2 separate regions of the Callithrix jacchus genome follow, and region 2 is linked to region 1. Evidence: chromatin contacts called from public Hi-C data. All regions are on one chromosome and are shown on one strand. Each heading gives the region's core, a stretch centred on a gene start, on an enhancer-like site or on the middle of the called end of the contact. The rest is flanking DNA. Distances are from core to core; before and after follow the strand shown. Region 1 overlaps CYP20A1 (cytochrome P450 family 20 subfamily A member 1). Region 2 has its middle 65 kb from the start of CD28.

Evidence for each region. Hi-C and Micro-C count contacts between places; a contact is called where the count stands out from the background.
Region 2: a contact with region 1 is called in a Hi-C map of skeletal muscle, with 5 times the contacts expected there. The contact joins two enhancer-like sites. A contact is called at or near these places in 2 of 3 Hi-C or Micro-C datasets (induced pluripotent stem cells and skeletal muscle).

What each region holds. Positions count from the first base shown.
Region 1 is chr6:124,514,151-124,517,084 of calJac240_pri, reverse strand. All of the region lies in intron 5 of CYP20A1 (cytochrome P450 family 20 subfamily A member 1), which reads right to left. Among named protein-coding and RNA genes, the nearest start is that of CYP20A1, 85 kb to the right of the region's middle. Within about 2 kb of position 1,369, at least 3 of the 16 cell types and tissues checked have an H3K27ac peak or open chromatin away from gene starts, as enhancers often do.
Region 2 is chr6:124,948,710-124,951,409 of calJac240_pri, reverse strand. No RefSeq gene overlaps it. Among named protein-coding and RNA genes, the nearest start is that of CD28, 65 kb to the left of the region's middle. Within about 2 kb of position 1,334, at least 6 of the 16 cell types and tissues checked have an H3K27ac peak or open chromatin away from gene starts, as enhancers often do.

The sequences.
Region 1 (2,934 bases), core at 120-2,619:
GCACTGGGCACCACCCACTAAATGCAGGACACCACTCCCTAAATGTTGGGCACTACCCCCTAAGCACTTAGCTCCATGACTGCTCCAAGCCATTCTTTTTTTCCCCACAAGTCAGTAGATTGCTCAACTTAAATCCCTTTAGGGGTTCCTAGTGCAATAGGATGAACTTCGGTCCCCTCATTGGTCTTTGCTCCCGTCCTTAAAGATGCTGAGCCTAGGGCACCCGGCATGACCCTCCCCTTAGGACTGCGAAGTGCTGCCTTATCCTCCCTCACAGCGCAAAGCAACTTGTTCAGAGAAGCTGCCTGAACCTCTCTTGCAGGAAGGGGCTCTTTTAGAATTCCACCCTGTGGTCTTTCTTCTCCACATGTGAATGCTAACAGATAACAATGACCCCTCTGTTTCTATTTAATAGTCTGTTTATGAGCCTTGTTAATATGCTTGAAGCAAGCAAAAAAAACTCAGATCTTATCAGGAAGAATAAGATCTTACTACATTCAATAATAAAACTTTAGATTCACAATGTGTACTAAGTTCAATAACAAAACTTCAGATTCATAATGTGTATGTTTCCTGTTAGATGTCACAGTTTATTTGATGATTCAAACTTCTAAAATGTCCTAGAAAATCGCCTCCATTAAAACATTGTAGGATAAGTGCTGTAACGTTCCTCAAAACATTTTGGAATTTCCCTTATGTCTGTGGACTCGCAGATCATGTATTGCACATGTGCCATGGGAGGCAGCTCCCCACTGCGGCTCCTCGGGGCGGGTGGCCTCAGACCTGGCCATGTGGGAAAGCGGGGACCCTAAGAAAGACCTCTGGCTCTGACATGTGGCACGATTTCCGCCAGGGCTGAGTGGGGCGACACCACTGTCACTGCTGGCCAGTGCAAAGCCACTGTTCACAGCTGGCTACCAACTGCCAGATACCAACTGCTGGGAGTGTGGCTGGCACAATGGGGGACTGAATTATTCATTTTCTTCACCTTAGAGTGCCATAGATGTCTTGTACACTCTTTCAAACAGCACAAGTTATGGGAGGAAAGACTATAAAAACTCCAGACTCCAGACCAGCAGGAAAACACTTTGGACAGGGAGGACCCTGCAAAGTTTTCTTTCCCCAGCAGCATGGGGCAAACGCCTAACTATTCTCAGGGTAAACAAGGAAATCCGCCTCCATCAGCCACACACTTGTGAGGCGGTGACTGCTCTGGATTTTCTGCCACCCAGTGCACTTGGCTGGTGTTTATGGGGCATCTTGGTTCAAGGCTCAGATACAGAGCACCAAGGGATGACACCACCAGTTTCTGCCTGCTGAAGGAAACCACCGTCAGAGCTGAAATTAGGAGAGCTGGTCACGTGGCTCACTTTTCTCCCCTGGCTGGGAGGGGAGGGATGCCTGCAGCAGCAGCCCTGTGACGCTGACTCTGGCTCTGGCGTCTGGAAGCCCGCTGGTGGGTGCAGGCTGGCTGCACACCAGGGAGGACCCAGGCTGAGCACAGGTTTCCTGGCTCTGAACAATCTCAAGGCCATGCAGACCCACCAAGCGGCTTGGGAACATTCTCCAGACATGCAGCACTTTATCATCGCTGAAGAAGCTCTTGTGAAACTGGGAGTTTAACGGGGCTCTAGAACGCCCCTCTGCCTGTCTTCCTCTCCATACACAGGACCATGGCGCCACCTCGTATATATTATTTTCAGTCCCCATGGCTGAGTAGTGCACAAAGTTTCCTGTTGCATGCTTGCTAGATATTCTATCTATGAAAATAGGGAGAGGCCAAGAGGTTTTGCATCTGGACATTATGGATGGGTTATATTGCCATGTATTCACTTTTAACTACTTCATCTATCTCATCTGTGAAGGGGGATAAGGATACTACCATATTTTAGGGTGTTATGCAGTTTAAATGGATTAATATTTCTGAAGCCCTGGCTGCTCTATCACTAGTAGGAGGGTGTCTGTAAACCTTGTGGGATCAGGACCTGAGAAAGCAAATACATGCTGAAGATGATACATTTGCAAAGTATGATGTGCTCCTGTGTGATGTGTGCCCAACAGTTTAAAGCATAGCCTGGCCAGACAGAACTGACTGCAGTGGCTGCAGACTGACAGCCTTCACAACAGGCCCAGACTATTTCTGATACTATGCAAGAAATGTGTGTTGAAATGTCCTTATTTGCATGCTGCAAGTACAATTTTTAGCACAAATGAATCTGACACTTTATTAAACTGGCAAAAACCTAAATACAAAACATGTCTGTGAACCAGACATTCTCTGGATCTCCTTCCAAATCCCTCATACAAAGGTTCAAGTGGTGAGATGGCCTCATTTCTCATTCGTTCTATTATCATTCATTCCTTCACAAGCACACATAAGCTCCTCCTGAGTGCCCAGTGTGGGGATGACATGGAGTACATGGCATTATACAAGACACGTGTATCACACGTGTCATACATGATTGACACAGTCCTTTTTCAAAAGATGCTCAGCAGGGAACACAGACCTTCAACTGGGAAGTCAACAGCAGTGTGTTCAATGTGCTGCCCCCTGGCCCCACTGCCTGCCTCCACAGCAGGCTAGTGCAAAGTCTCCCTCTTCAACGACCAACAAAATGAAGGAGGGTGAGGGTGCGTGTCTACAGGGAGCTCAGCAGAAGCAGACAGAGAAAATGGCAGTGGTATGCCAGGCAGACTACATGTCTCCAACCTTGGGGACCAAGGCACATTCCAAATTAAGTCAGGACAAGGGAGCTCTGTTGAGGCAGGTCCCAAAACAAAAAAACAAAGCTGACGTGACTAGAAATCTTGAGATGGATAACTGTTATGTATACTTTTTAACAGACTGGCTGTGCTATTTGCATCTCATGTAGAAAAATGGGCTGAAACTTCATTTTTATATATAAGGTGCCAGAGAGGAAGTAATAGATAACC
Region 2 (2,700 bases), core at 85-2,584, 430 kb before region 1:
TAAGGATGGATTCTGTATCCCACAGGCAATTTTCGGAAATGAGTAGTCAAAGAAAATTAGACCAACCTGAAATCTGATGTCTATATAACAGAACATTCGATAATCTCGAGAATTATCTTCAGTTTGTGCTTTGAGATGTAACTATCCCTCAGGATTTCAAAAGTAAAACACAATGGCTATTACAGTGCTTGAAAATCCTAGACGTGTTGCTCCTCTTTCTGCCTCTCTGTTTTTCAACTATGTTTCACTGGCAGCAACTTTTTTCTCAAAGGTTTGTGTCTGAACCAGAGGAAAATGCTGGGACCCCTTTTGGAGAAGTTTTGGCTTTAGTATATTTTATAAGAGAAATAAATGTGAAAGCTTCCCATCTCTGTCAATCATATTCATTCAAAATAATAGCACTTGCCAGGACTGGGGGTGGTAGGTAGGGAATGGGAAAGGGGGAAGGTAATATCATGAATTGTTCCCCTGCAGCTGGTATTTCTCAGTCACAACTGTACATAGAAAACAAAAGATCTCTTCAGAAAACCAGGGACAGACAGAGAGGCCAACAGAAAGAGATCATTATAATCATATTTTAGAGATCAAACAGCTTGAATTACATTTGCTTGAGCCCAGTTAAGTTTCCTGGTTGTTTCATATAGAACATAGCAATTTAGCATACTCTAACATAAGAATATAATATAATGGCAAACATATACAATATTATCTCCAGGCATGTACCATGTAGCAGGTTTTTTTATCTTCTACTTCTTATCTTCCACAGTGCTGGGGATAAAAGATATTCTAACACAGGGAGGCAGTATAGCACAGTGCTTAAGAGCACAGGCTTGGTATCACATCAGGATAGAGACCTAGCTTTGCCTCTTACTACCATGTTACCTGCAAGTTTCTTAACCGCCCCAAAGGCTCAATGTCCTTAACTGCTAAACAGAAGGTGGGCTTTATCTACTTGGTGGTTATGATAAGAATGAAGAGAGAGAACACCTGTAAAACACTGAGCACAGTACCTGGCCTGCAGAGAGGACTTGGTAAATGTTTGCATTTAGAGTCTGTAAATGTCTGAATAAACAAATACTTTGTTTTTCCTTAGACCTCTCATTTTCTATCCTCATTCTACCCCCGATCTAAGCAAAAAGGAGGGACGTATTTGGAAGTCATTGCAGCATGTCTGTCATGTCGTATTGCTAAAAAGGAATGAGATAATTATCTTGCTAGGCTTAGTTTTGTTGTTGGATCAAAGGTCTGCTACACAGCCTTGCTCCTGCAAAGGACTCCCCCTCTCTCCTTCTAGCACGTCCGTTTTACCACTACATGACTCCAGGACACAGCAGCCACCAGGACTGTTCACAGGAGAGGTTAGTGTCACGTGTAAGCAATCAGTTGGCTCCCAACCAGGAAGTAAGGCTTACAGAACATTCATGCAAGCAGTAGTCTTCCAGGGCAAAAGTCCACAGTGCTATCCACAGGCAGGTAGGTATTGGGAGTCAGACCAGAACGGCTTCAGGAAAAACATTCTTGTATTTTTTTTATTAAATAGACAAAAATATATGTGCCTAGCTTTAGAGCTTGGCCAATTCCCTAAGATATTTCCTTAACTGTCTATAACTTTTTCAAAACAACATTAAGAATGACCACACATTGGAGCCAGGCGCGGTGGCTCACACCTGTAATCCCATCTTTGGGAGGCTGAGGCAGGCAGATCATGAAGTCAGGAGATCAATACCATCCTGGCCAACATGGTAAAACTCTGTCTCTACTAAAAATACGGAAATTAGGCAGGAGAATCACTTGAACTCAGAAGGCAGAGGTTGCAGTGAGCCAAGATTGTGCCACTGCACTCCAGCCTGGAGACAGAATAAGACTCTCAAAAAAAAAAAAAAAAAAAGAATGACTGCACACCACATAACCAAAAAAAAAAAAACAAGGGAACTCTATTTTGGTCCACATGAACAATGAAATCAAGGAGGAATTTTACAATTACAGGTTTCCTTTGACAAAGGGATTTGACGACTGCTTTGGCCTCAGAAGTGGGTGGCGCTTTCACTCGCAATGCCTCAAAAACTGAATGTTCACACCGGGAATAAGAAATCTGGTCACATGCAAAGTCCAAATACTGCTTCTAATAAGATGCTGTTAAAACCACGTTTTAAAAATGGTCCTGAAAGCATACAGAATGCATAAACATGAAGGTATTTGCCTGTGTCAGAAACTGCAGAAGTGCTAAACAACACTGAGTTTAACTGGCCCAAAGCCAAGTGAAGCACTTCACCCTGACAGAAATTATAGTACTGTCATTGTGTTGTAATAAGCCTCTATAAAATGGAGCATTGTGTTTCTGCTGAGTCTTGAACAGAAAATGAATCAGGATCTGGCATCCTTGGAGGAATGGGGAGAAGTGTATTTTTGCTTACAGAGAAGAGAATATTCACTATGTTCCATGAAATAAATGTTTTGCTCATTTTTTTTAAAATTCTGCCTTTAAAAAGGAGCTATCTCTGACTCACATTTGAAAATGCTTATTATGTTCAGAAGATGTTGCCATCTTTTGCTCTACAGACTTTTAGAAAAGCACTTGTTGTTCGGTTTTGGGGGTTTTTTGTTTTGTTTTTGTTTTTGTTTTTTAGATGGAGTCTCACTCTGTCCCCCAGGCCGGAGTGACATGGCACAATTTCAGCTCATTGCAACCTCCACCTCCCA